2 separate regions of the Mus musculus genome follow, and region 2 is linked to region 1. A link is a contact called in public HiChIP or PLAC-seq data. All regions are on one chromosome and are shown on one strand. Each heading gives the region's core, a stretch centred on a gene start, on an enhancer-like site or on the middle of the called end of the contact. The rest is flanking DNA. Distances are from core to core; before and after follow the strand shown. Region 1 holds the start of Mpp5 (membrane protein, palmitoylated 5 (MAGUK p55 subfamily member 5)). Region 2 has its middle 98 kb from the start of Gm6657.

Region 1 (6,440 bases), core at 2,062-4,561:
AGTACATGAAACTGTTCCGTTTCTTGACTGTGCCAATACATAAAAATTTAATCTTTTAAAGAAAGGAAACAAATACATAATTTCTCATCCATATGGTCAGAAAAATTTAAAACTGACAATGCTAATCATGGGCAAAGATAAGAAAACACTTCCACTCATAAGAGTAAATGCAGGGAAAATCATTTGCCTGGCTGCAACCAATCAAGTCAAAAATGCACAGCAAACTGCAGTCAACAGTTCCCTTTGCAGGTGGTATACATCTTGGGAAAACACACATCTTTCAGAGACACACTGAAGGATATTCATTAAGCACTGTTTGAAGTATTTAAAAAAATAGAAAAAACTTCAAAAAGGAATAAATTGGGTAGTTATTGAAAAAAAAAAAAGGAAAAAACACAGATAGAAGTGAGGAGGGCAGGACATACAACCTTGGCAGTAATTAATATGATGTGGAGAAAGTAACTTACTGATTTAATTAACAATTAGTAAAGAGCTGGGCGTGGTGGCACATGCCTGCAATGCCAGTACTTTGGAGTCTAAGGCAAGAGAATGAGGAGTTTGGGGCCAGTCTAGTTACATTACCAGGTGTAGGTCTGCTTGGGCTACATACCAAGCAAGATGCTAGGGAGGAGAAGTGGGCAGTCACGTGCAATGAGAACACCACTAAAAGTAGAATACCAAAACAAGTGTGAAGTATTTACTTCACACTCATCACCTCTTCTACAACCCTAACTTGTCCCTGAGACCTAAAAATGTTCTGTACATACATAAGATGACTTCCAACTTAATGATCCTGTAATTTACTAAGTGTATAATAAACACTCCAAAATCAGCAAAACATCAGAGAATTAATAGGTCACATTAATATACGTAAGTCAGAACAATTTTTTCCCAAAACATTTCCAAAATATTGTACACGGTAACATATGAAAAGAAAGCATGAATTTTACCTGTGGAAAAGTTAAAAGAATATGCTAAATATTGTCATCTTAAATTTTTTGAAAGTCTGATGATTGTGACATTTAAATGTGTGTTAACTTTGTAAGACTACAGTGCTCACCAGTCCAATTTGAGTGTAAATGTTAATATGAAGGTAGTTTGTTTGTGATTAACATACAAGATCCATCAAAGGACTTCAAGGAGGTTATTCTCAATTATGTGAGTTTATTAATGCATGCTGTGCACACATTACAGGAGAAACCTCAACAGAAGAGAACACCAAACAGTGGCTCAGAACTCTGGTCTACACAGTATCTTAAACAAAGAACAGAAGTATTTTAGACATGACATGACAGAAAGCAGATTTGGCTTTTGTTTACATAGGTAGGGGACTATAGGTAGTGAGTCTGAGCTTTTTAATCAGACCACAATACAGTAGCCTAGATGGAGGGCTCAGCATTAAAGAGCTCTTGCTGAGGAACCAAGTTAAGCTCCCAGCACCCACAATGGGTGGTCCCCGAGAGCCTGTAACTCTAGTTCTAGGGGAATTCAATGCCTTCAGCTGCCACTGGCACATGCATATATGTGTCAATATCCCACCCCCATGAACATATAAATAAAATCTTTTTTCAAAAAAATTACAATTCCGAAGTCGACATGCATAGCTAAGTCACTGTACCACTTTGGATGACCCTTAGGTAGAATTATATTAAGTCTCTCATCTATTTTAACATTATATTTATATATGTGTATGTGTGTGTGTGTGTGTGTGTGTATAAAATCACTAAGGAGTCCACCATTATTTGTCAAATTCAAGGTGATGACTTTTAGTCATTCGTGGCAAATTTACTCAATTTTTAAAAGATTATGAAACGCTGGGTGTGGTGGCGCACACCTTTAGTCCCAGCACTCAGGAGGCAGAGGCAGGCGGATTTCTGAGTTCGAGGCCAGCCTGGTCTACAAAGTGAGTTCCAGGACAGCCAGGGCTATACAGAGAAACCCTTTCTCGACGCCCCCCCCCCAAAAAAAAAGATTATGAATCTCTTTTGATATCTTTGTCTTTTTTACTTATAAAGCTCTTTAAATTTTAATGTAAGCCTGCTATTACAGTTTAGAATGATCTTTAAAACAAGAAATCGTGTCCACAGAAATACTATAGAAACAGCTCGTCAAGAAAGGATAGTGTTCATTCCCACCAATACCTATACTTCAAAGACACCAGCACACCACATAATTTGTTACTGTTGCAAAAGTTAACAAGTTATTAATTTCTGGCATAATTTAAAAGGATAATTAGAATAGTATCATTAAAACATTACAGTGCCTTATTAAAACCAGAAATACCTTCCACCTTATCCGCTAAATCAAAACTTTAGAATTCTTGCTACACTGGCTTTCAGAATTTAAACTCTTGAAACTCTAAATTAGACACAACACACTAAGTAAAAACCCTCGTAGGTGCTGCATTCATTTTAGAGTAAAGTGTCATGGAAAACTTTTCGGCCGAATCTAAATTCCACACACATTACTGTGTGTCAGTCAGCTGGACAGAAGGAGAGAGCTATCCTTAGTCAGTTACGTAATTTACAATAAGGATCGTTCCGAGCGGCATTCATTGAAAGTAGCTCTACCAAGCATTTACAGGCTTCAAAGTTCACCGGACAATCTCCGTCTAAGTTCTGAGAACGCACTACTCTTTAGCAGTGGTCACAAGGAAGCAGGAACTGTTTATCCGCAGAACGCAATGAGTAGCAGAACACCAGGGGCTGACTCAGGCACCGGAACGCTGGCTGCATTCCGTCTTCCACGGGAAAGTGTTTCCCAGGCTGGTTCCCCGATCCGGCCAGGGGTGGGGTGAGGGAAGAGTCCCAGAGACTCGCGAACTCCGGGCCTGGGCGCAGCGAGACGACTCCCTGCCGTGCCCCCGGCAAGTCCGGCGGGGTGGCCCGCCACCGCGCCAAGGTGCGTCCCCCCCACCCCCACCCCCCGGCCCAGGGAACCAACCGGCATCGCGCGGGGAGCGTCCCTCCGAGGGACAAAGGTTGGGCTGCCACCGCGGCGCCCGGCTCAGCCTGGGGCTCTCCCCAGGGAACCCTGGCGGTGCGGCGGGTCTGGGAGGGGGTGCGAGCCCCGCCGCCCCTCCCCCGCCGCGCTCCCGGGAACCTGTTGATTAAGATCGCCACAGCCCGGGCGCTGCGGGTCCGCCCCTTACCTCCAAGCCCCGGCGGCCGCCGATCCTCTCTCCCTCCCTCGCTCCTCAACGCAGCCCAAGCAACAGCCCTCCGTCTGGCGGCCCTCAAAACACTGGATAAAGAATCCAGAAACTCCCGATTCCTCCCACCTCGGAGTCTCCAGTCCCCGCCCCCTCCTCACCGCCAGCCTCCTCCGTCGCCGCCGTCGCCAGCAACTCCTCCTCGAGGCCGCGCGAGACCGGCCCCCGCGGCTGACGCGAGACCGCGCACGCGCCCCTGGGACGCTGGCGCAGCGGGCGCGCCTATCCCAGGCCGTTCCTGGCGCGGCCCGCCCACGGCCCGGAGAGAGGCTGGAACGGATCGTCCAATCCTGAGCGCGCGTGGGGAGAGGGCCCGCTGATTGGTCCGCTCTTCCCCCCCCCCGCCTCCCGGGGGCTCGGCCGCGCGCACTCACCCGCCTCGAACTGCGAAGCGTTCGTTCTAACCGCTGAGTCGCTTCGCTGCCTCAGCCCACCTCCTCGCCTCTGTGTGGGGTCGCCGTGCTTCCCTGAGACGGACTCGGAAGCCGCTAAGGCTCGACGGGGCCTGGGAAGCGGTCATCTCCTGAGAAAAATCCGATTCCCTTGGAAGAGACCCCTGTTGTCCTGTCAGGCACATCAAAAATGCTAATGCTCAAAACAACCGTGACGCCAACACCTGGTTGTGTATAAAGTTCCACACAATTCCCTGATTCCACAGACGACTCCTTTCTGAAAACCAGGAAGGATGTCAAAGGCCACAGTTGTCACAGAATTCTCCGGAGAGGATTGGGAGTTACTTAGGCTAGTCCCAGCGCGAGTCCATGCTGTCAGGACACACCTATGCCACCATCTGGGAAGGGTGGGCACGGAAAGTGCTATGAAAGTGTGCGCGAGGAACTGGATTTGGAGCAAACAGAAATATGTTCTATGTAGAAACCTCTTCTGCTGGACCTAAATCCATTGCTTCAGCCTGTTGAGTTTTCTCAGGGGCACATGTCGTAGACAACTGTCCCTCTGTGCCTTCGTATATGCAATTAATCATGTCTTTATTTCCTCCCACCGTGGTTTTTAAGCACCATTCCCAATATACCCAGGCTCCTACCTACCTTTTTCCTCTTATGGGTTGTTAGTGTCCCCAAGGAATACTATGCCCTCTGAAGTAAGCACAACTTTTTTTGGGGGGTGGGGGGAGGGCGAAATCCTTCTCTTCCTGGATCATCAAATTCAAATCTTACTGACATTTTATTAAGTACTTAACGTTGTTTATTGGTGTTAGTAAGGCAGAGCCAAGGACAGGACTTTTTTACATACCACTAAAGACCTCTTTCCTTCTGTCAAACATACCTCAGTGGACTTTGAGTACAGACGGACAACTTCCAAATATATGTAACTGAACTGTCTGCTTAGTTCATCTTCACAAAGAAGTGAGAATTTGTGAACTGCAAGTGGACTGTCTCCAGAATTCCTAGACACTGTTAGCCACACACAAAAGGTTAGTGAGTGTTGACATTCCTTTCTACCTTTTTTTTTTTTAATGCATAAGACATTAGGTAACAAGTACTCTAGTTCCTTTTTTAAAAAGTGGTTCCCCCACCCCACCCCCTTTTTGGAAATGTTGACATAAAGCTAGCTTACTCTTGTTGTGAGGACTGTTCTGTGCATGATAATGTGTTTGACAAAATAGTTTCTGTCCCTTAGATTCCAGGCACATCTCCCTTTCCAAAAGTGACAAAAGATGTTTACAGATATAGCCAAAGGGTGGGAGGGTGTTCTTTTTTAAAAGATGTATTTGTTTTTTATTTTGTGTATATGCATATTTGCCTGCATTTATGTGTATGTGTTACCTATTGCCTGGTGTTTGGTGAGGCAGAGATCTTTGGATTCCCTGAGTCTCAGACTGCAGACAATTACAATTCACCATTTGGGTGCTAGGAACTGAACCCATTTCCTCCTCAAGAGCACCAAACATTCTTAACACTTATCTTTCCAGGCTCCTAGAAAGCATTTCTCTTCATACCTTCCAATAGCCCCATCCAGACAGCTTTCCAAAACATTTCTTCCCTAATGAACACCCCTGCCGGGTAACTACCTTGCCTTGCTTCCCCAGTTGCTTAGGTTTTCCTCTTGTAGGCTCCACTCTGATAAAATGATCAATCACTATTAGTGTGAAGCAATGGGGCAGCTGCTACTCTGGAAATATGGGAGATTCCTTTATAAAGTACAGGAAATTTTTATTATTTTATATCCTAAGTATAGAATATAAACTTTTTATTTTTAAAAAGAGAAGATTGTGGCAAATATGAAACCTATTCTTTGGTAAATAGAACATTTTCCAGAACCCCAATATCACACTAATTACTGGCCTTGTATGCAAAAATGGGTACCTGAAAGAGCAGAAAGTATAAAAACTGCAGGCAAAGTGATGAGAGTGCTATTATGTGGATGTGCAACAAGCCTTCCTGGACTTAAATTTTCTCATTTGTAACTTAAGAGGGCTTTTGTTTCTGATTTTATGACTGGGAGCTTCTGCAAATGGAGTCTAACATGGGTAGTACGGGAGTTAAGACAATATAACATTCATCCCAAAGTGGAATAAAATAGTAATCAGTAATTTATTTTAAAACCTCCTGTTTGAAGAACTAACTGTTCGTCCTTGTCAGAAGGCAGTCCACCTGCTGAGTCACCCTGGCTGATTTGTAACTAAACATTACGGATGAATAGAGAAAGCCAAACTGTAAAACCAACTGTAAGAAGAAGAACAACCATAGGACACGTTCTTCCTCCTTCTTTGTCTTGATATCTGCTTATATCACCCACCGATGTATTAAAGTAGTAGAACGCCATGCTGCTTTAAATTTGGGGGAACATTCAGAATAGCATTGTGCTATAGGAGTTGAAACAGCTGATAGACTCTGTCCTGGAGGAATTCACAATAAAGAGACAAGGTAAATACAAACAGTAAAAAAAGTATGGAAAATGAAATTAAAGAATCAAAGAAAGATAAAGTTCATGGCAAGAGGACCTTTACTAGCTAATTGGAGGTAAGGACAAGGACAAAGAATAAACTAGTCAGAATACCGCAATAATGGGAAAATAGGTAGGAGTTGAGATTTTTATTAAAGGCTACAAAATTTGATAGATTGGAGAAATAAGTTTAAGAGCTCTGTTGCACAAAATAGTGACTATCCTTAATCATGTATGGCATACTTGAAAAACAGAGTAAATTTTAAGGTTCTTACCACAAAAACTAAGCATATTAAGAAAAGTTAATTAGATCAGTTTGGCCCTT
Region 2 (6,440 bases), core at 1,267-3,766, 650 kb after region 1:
CATATTTTGAAAAACAAACAAATAAACAAACAAACAAACAGCAAACAACAGAAAAGTTTCTAGAAACTCCCGGTAGAGTTTACTTAGGTGTTACTGCACCACAAAGCCTCCCTGGCCTGTTTTATGAGTTTAGTTTGGGGCTTTGTAACCTTGACACTAGAAAGAAGTACAGAGTTGGAACGAATGTCGAGGCAGTCAACTCATAGCCTTGGCTGCAGAAGTGAGTAGATTGAATTTTTAAAATATTTTTATTAGGTATTTTCCTCATTTACATTTCCAAGATTGAATTTTTATATGAAAAAAAAAATTAAAAATGAGTGTATCAAAGTTCATTTAGGAAAATGCCACTTTGTATTTAAATCAAAGGGGGTTTTAATGTAGAAAACTGACTACGTGAGCCAGATGACGAGAGAAACTAAGCAGAAGGCAGGAGGAAGCCTGGGTACTGTAACTTCTTTAAGCTTCTACCTGCCTAGAAGGACATGGGGAGAAGGGAGAGTTACTAGGGTAGCAGGACAGAAGCAGGCACCATGACAGGGTGATACATCAGAAGCTGGAGCCGAGGAGGGACTGCAACACAGGTGGGAAGGAAAAAGGGTTTCTTCCACAGCTAAATTCAGTGGGAAGCTAGCTGATTCAGTCTGTGGGGGGCGCTCTCAGATGTAAAACTGGCCAGAGGAGAACAAGGTATTAGTAGGAGGGAAGAAGAGATTCAGGAACACGTGCATTGGGTCAAAAACAAAGCATGTTTCTATGTAAGATGGGGGAAGGAGACCACACGCGCAACAAAATTAATATCGGATGATGGCATAGAATTCAAGGTGCAGAGCATTAAACAGGATGCAAGGCTGGGCTGTGGTGGCGCATGCCTTTAATCCTAGCACTTGGGAGGCAGAGGCAGGCTGATTTCTGAGTTCAAGGCCAGCCTGGTCTACAGAGTGAGTTCCAGGACAGCCAGGGCAACACAGAGAAACCTTGTCTCGAAAAACAAAAACAAACAAACAAACAAGATGCAAAGAGTTTCATTTGCCTCCTCCCTTCCACCAGACCGCCCACCCTCCCTTCCTCTCTTATTGCCAACAGGTGCAATTCATAATGTAGAATTCAATTATTTTGCAACTATAAAGAGAAATTCAGTATCAGTAGAGGTGACCTTAATTAATCCCTTAGATAGATCAAGCCAACAAGAGTAAATAAGGACATTCAGCCATAGTTCTCATTAAGACACATGACAGCAGATATCCACAACTGTGAGTGCTTCTGTTGCTCCACAAGAAACACGAGAGTAGATGGAGTCTGTGATGGCTCCCACTCAAGAGGGCATAAAAAAATATAACTTTAGGAAAGCAAGAGAGAAGAATCAATAAACACAAAACAGAGATCAATATGTTTAAAAGAAGAGGGGAACTGATAAATTCACCAAGGTCCCATTTCAAAAAGATCAATAAAGGACAAAAACTAGAGAAAAATCTCATCATTAAAAAAAAGAGTCAAAGACTATGGAGATGGCTCAGAGGGCAAAAGCACGCGGTGCCAAGCCTGGTGACCTGAGTTGGACTCCCCAGAACCTGCGTGGTGGGAGGTGAAAACAGACTCTGGTAAATTGTTCTCTAGCTTCCACATGTGTACAATGGCACACATGCACACACACACACACACACACACACACACTGATAACAGCTTTGAAAATGAAGTCAGAGACAGTTTGAAAAACCAAGAAAGAAAAGAAAAACTAAATATAAAGCATTGAGAAGTAAATGCTAGCTAAGAGATGGCCAAAGCCACTTTGCTGCCAAGCCTGACAACTGAGGTTACTCCCTGGATTCACGTGGTGAAAAGGGGGAACCCCATCCTGCAAATCTGCTCATGCGGTGGCAGTCAAGCTAACCCCTGTAAGTAAATTAAAAAAATTTTTTTACAAGAGAACTAAATGCTAATATGGTCACAGATATTAGATCAAATCCATTGTAAGAGCCATGCTGTGTGTGACTTAAATCACTTGGAAATACCCATTATGAGGATGATTTTTTTTTTTTTTAGTGAAACAGAAAAAATTATAAAATTGGAAGCAGGCTTATTACAATTCATGAGGTCTGGAAATTACACTGTGTCATGGAATCAATATTAATAACATATGAATCATTTCTCCTATATGGTATGCATCTCATCTATCAGTAGATTTAATTTACCAGTCTCTTTTCCCCATTAAAATCTACACTTCCTGAGGGCAAGGACCTGTCTCTACATTTGCAGCTCCAATATCTAGTTAAAGATCTACTGTGGGTGCCCAGGGGATGGATGTTGAAAAATGAGCCCCTCCATCCCTCTGTGATTCCTCCCATCTTTCCTCAACACTCCCCCAAAGAGTAGTCAAAAGCAAGATCCATTCAGCCTGGAATGGAGAGAACTCTCTTGTCATTCTCTGTGTCCTATCTGTGACCTGTTTCTCTATGGACACTGTCGTCCTGTGAAGGACACATGGCCTGGCAGACTCCAGTGTGGTGCCCACAAAGGATCCTCTGTAAGCCATGCTGCTTATCAAGAGCTGCCCCAAGCTGGTGACTCACAGAATGGCCCAGCAGGCTCTGGCTGTTGCTAGGAAACCATGGTTCCCATGTGGAACTCAACGCCACACTTGCAGGTTGTCCCTGATAACTTAGAGAAAATGAAGAGTTGTCAGAAAAGGTAGAGAAAAACAAAAAGCTACAGTGAAGATGGTTAATGACGGACATCTATGGGGAGTCGAGACAAAAATGGTCAAGATATGTTGGCATTATCAGCAAAAGACACTTTTGTTTTCCTCACTTCTGATGTGGACATCAGTGAGTACCAGATCACGAAGACGCCCATTTGTAGTCTTGGAACGTTGGCTATGAAAGGCTTTGGGAAGTGACACAGACTTCTCGTGCTCTGGACCCCAGTCCACACTCTGATTTGACTCACGTTGGCTTCCTACTGGCTTTTTCAAGTTGGTCCCTAGAACACTTTTGACCTATTGCTATTCATCGTGTCTCAGATACTCAGAGGAAGCAGCACAAGGAAATATCAGTGGGTTTCAAACTTGACCAAAATTAGCTGGAGGGTTTCTTAAATGCACATTGGAGCACTTTACCTTCCAGAATTTCTAACTCATGAGAGGTGTGGGTGGGGAGTGAAAGTGTATATTCCTAATTATGTTTCCAGGTAACCTGATACTGCTGCCCAGCGATAACACTTCGGGAGTCTGCCTAGATTTTTAAATCTTACTATTAAGCCTTAAGGAATTACCAGATCACATAACTGGTAAAGAAGCAGGTCCAAGGGATGCTAGCGTGTCTCCCAAGTCACTTAGTAACTGCTAGTACTGAGCTCAGACCCAAGCTCCCTGGATTAAACACCAACACTTTTCCACTACAAAATGTTCTCCAAGCGATGCCTCTTTAAAAATCCTCCAAGACACTCCAGATGGCTGCCAACAGGGGTGGTCCTGCCCAGCGAATGCCAAGTTGCTAAATCCAATCCTGATAGCGACAGCTTTGAAAATGAAGCCAGAGACAGTTTGCAAAAGCCTTTGTGTTCTTCCCAGCGTCGTCTCTCATATTTCTAAATACTGTAGATGGAGAAGGAAGTGTGTTGAAGAGGAACAGACACAGTGAAGCAGGGCTCTGCCACACTTCCGAAGAGGCAGGCCTCCAATTCTGTGCTGCAAGCCAGGGCTATTGGCAGGAAGCCCCATCTGCTTTGGACTCAAACCACGAAGCAGTCCCCTCTTATCCGCCCCCTGACTCCCTGCCTCGTGTGTGCTGAGATGGCCTCAGAGATATATATAAAATGTAAAATATACGCATGCCTGCCGCTTTCGCTTAAATTATGGGCTTTATCGGCCATTCAAGCTCATTGTAAGTTTCAGGATACAGTTCTTTCTATTCACAACCTGGGCTTGGCAACACACACCAATAATGCTAATACTTGGGAAACTGAGGCAGGAGAATCAAAAGTTCAGGACCGTCTTGGTTTAAATCGTGAGTTGTAGGCTAGCCTAGGTTACATATTAAGCTCCAGGCCAATCTGGGCTACAGAAGGGGACCTTGTCTCAAAACAAAACAAAAAGTCAGCTAAACAGCTTCTTATTCACAAGGTCTGGATAAAAGCAAAGTGGAAGTGCCTATGGAGTTTGTCCTGGGCTCAACCAGTCTCCTCCTGTCAAGACTGTCCAAAGATTCCCTGCCCTCCCTGATTTCTATCCCCAAAGAAATTATTCTCTATTTACCTCCAGAAAACCTTAGCTAAAGCTACGAGATGAGAGATCTGAGGGCTTGTTTGCCACAAGCCTTTTAGTTTTAATAAAAGATGTTTGAAGATTAAAGAAACCTCTGATGCTTGAAAAAAATTCTAATGAAGAAAATGTGGGTGTGATGGGGGTGGGGATAGCATCAACACCATCTAGGATCTTTCTTGAGAGTCTCTGTGTTGTACCTTCCAGGTGGCCACACATTGTATCCTCCTAAAACTAAAGCCTGCCTTGTGGCCACACTTTGTATCCTCCTAAAACTAAAGCCTGCCTTGTGGCCACACTTTGTATCCTCCTAAAACTAAAGCCTGCCTTGTGTACCGACAACACTGCCGGGCTGGGATCTTAGAAGCCACTTGTATCTGCAATAGTCTCCTCTCACAGAGCTTTATGTCCACCAGATGGCATTCAGCTAGAGCCTGAGAACTGCTCTTATTCTGTAGCTTGATGATGCTAAGGAAGTGAGCTGAGGTTGGTGAGGGTCTTCTTTCTCTTAGGGTTTCAGGTTTGTTCATACACTGGAAGAATGAACTCCATGTGTGTGTGTGTGTGTGTGTGTGTGTGTGTGACTACTGTTGACTGCGTGCAGAAATATGTGACATTTTACTTGCATATGCCACTTTGAAGTTGCCAGTGTGCTTCACATTACTCTCTTTAAGCTCTCGTTTCTTGGCTGTGTAGAGATTTTCATTTCCATTCACTTGTGGCATAACAGAGGTTTAAATATCTCAGCTTGAAAGTAGCTAAGTTAGAACTTGAATGTAAGTCTTGATTTTGGATCCCAAGAATATATGTCATCAAACTCAGTAAACCAGGGAGGTAGCATAGAGGAGATAGAATCTGGCTGATTGTGTGGGCAGAGAGGCCTCTGGAGAACTAACTGGACCTGGCAACTCAGTCTGGCCAAACTATAGAGCAGGGGAATAGCATGATGGCAGCCCTCCCACTGGTGATACCGTTGGATGCATCAATCTCTGTACTTTGCTTCCAGTGCTCTTGGTACACTGGGTAGCCTGTGACTTCCAGGAAGGCAATAAACTTAGTCACTGTAGGATTGATCTGACAGAGAAGAAAGGTTCTTTCAATGCACCAGAGGATTTTCCTGGGAACCTTTGAGATTCTATTCATGTAGTCAAGACAACTCCTGAGAAGGTGCAAGATTGTTTTCAAACTACTTTCCCGCTGAGAATGCAAAAAAAAAAAAAAAAAAAAGGCTGAAGGGCTTGTGCTGAGCAAGGTCTTCCAGGAATTATCTCTATGCTGCTATGCATGTGGTGTTCAATATAAGTGTTATATGGCTGTGTATTTCATTAATACTGTCTTGTTCTAGCATGTCTGTCCTATATTTCAGATGTTGCCAGGGATACTAGGAAACGGGATTATGTTAACCAGCAATGTTCCATGAATCTAATTACTCCTGGGAAATTAACATGGCAATACCTTTGACCAGAGGGGTTAAGAGGAGGGAATTTTAGGAGTATGTGCAAGCACAAAGATACTATATAGGAAGGAGTTTAATCTACAGGGGTAAACAAAATCCCTTATACTACCAAAGTGAAGAATCTGGAAATAGTAAAAATTAAGGTTAAAACAAGTAACTTGAGACTGGTCTATAGGGTCTGGTGTGCCATGATGCAAGAGGGCTGCACTGGTTGTGGCACCTGGACAGCATTAAAGGCTTTATTTTCATTCCAGGAGGATTGTTCTAGAATGTTCATGATAGTTTAGATATCCTAGTGGGAAGGTGGAAGGGGCATAAGATTCTAAAAAGGATTTTTTTCTTTAAAATTAAAAGGCACATTTACTATTATTGTATGTGTGTGTGTCCAAATGTGTTGTAGCACACACGTGGATATCTGAGGACAGCTGTTGAGAGTGAGTTATCTGCTTCTATGGTGGGGTCTTGAGATGAAACATCGGTCTCATCCATTGAATCATAATGCTGGCCCAAGATTTTCCTTTCACAATGTGTGTGTGTGTGTGTGTGTGTGTGTGTGTGACAGAGAGAGAGAGAGAGAGAGAGAGAGAGAGAGAGAGAGAGAGAGAGAGAGAACAGTGAATACATGTAAAAATCAGAGAAAAATCTTTGGTGTCCATCCTCAGGTGACAGTTTATTGGTGGCCTGGCATTTTGTCAGCTAGGCCAGGCTAGCTTGCCAGCCAGCTTGCAA

What was found. HiChIP or PLAC-seq counts read pairs in DNA pulled down with a chosen protein or histone mark.
Region 2: an H3K4me3 HiChIP or PLAC-seq map of neural progenitor cells shows a contact between it and region 1, with 6 times the contacts expected there. The contact joins the enhancer-like site here to the promoter of Mpp5 in region 1. A contact is called at or near these places in 3 of 39 promoter capture datasets (embryonic stem cells, hippocampal neurons and stem cell-derived epiblast-like cells) and 10 of 115 datasets of contacts at active chromatin or transcription factors (bone marrow-derived macrophages, cardiomyocytes, embryonic midbrain and 5 more).

Annotation. Positions count from the first base shown.
Region 1 is chr12:78,745,818-78,752,257 of GRCm38.p6, reverse strand. It overlaps Mpp5 (membrane protein, palmitoylated 5 (MAGUK p55 subfamily member 5)), which reads right to left and starts at 3,311. Exons shown (of 15, transcript NM_019579.3): 1 at 3,152-3,311.
Region 2 is chr12:78,096,102-78,102,541 of GRCm38.p6, reverse strand. No RefSeq gene overlaps it. Among named protein-coding and RNA genes, the nearest start is that of Gm6657, 98 kb to the left of the region's middle. Within about 2 kb of position 2,516, at least 35 of the 459 cell types and tissues checked have an H3K27ac peak or open chromatin away from gene starts, as enhancers often do. A contact at or near this core is called in hippocampal neurons, neural progenitor cells and stem cell-derived neural progenitor cells, where this site is marked.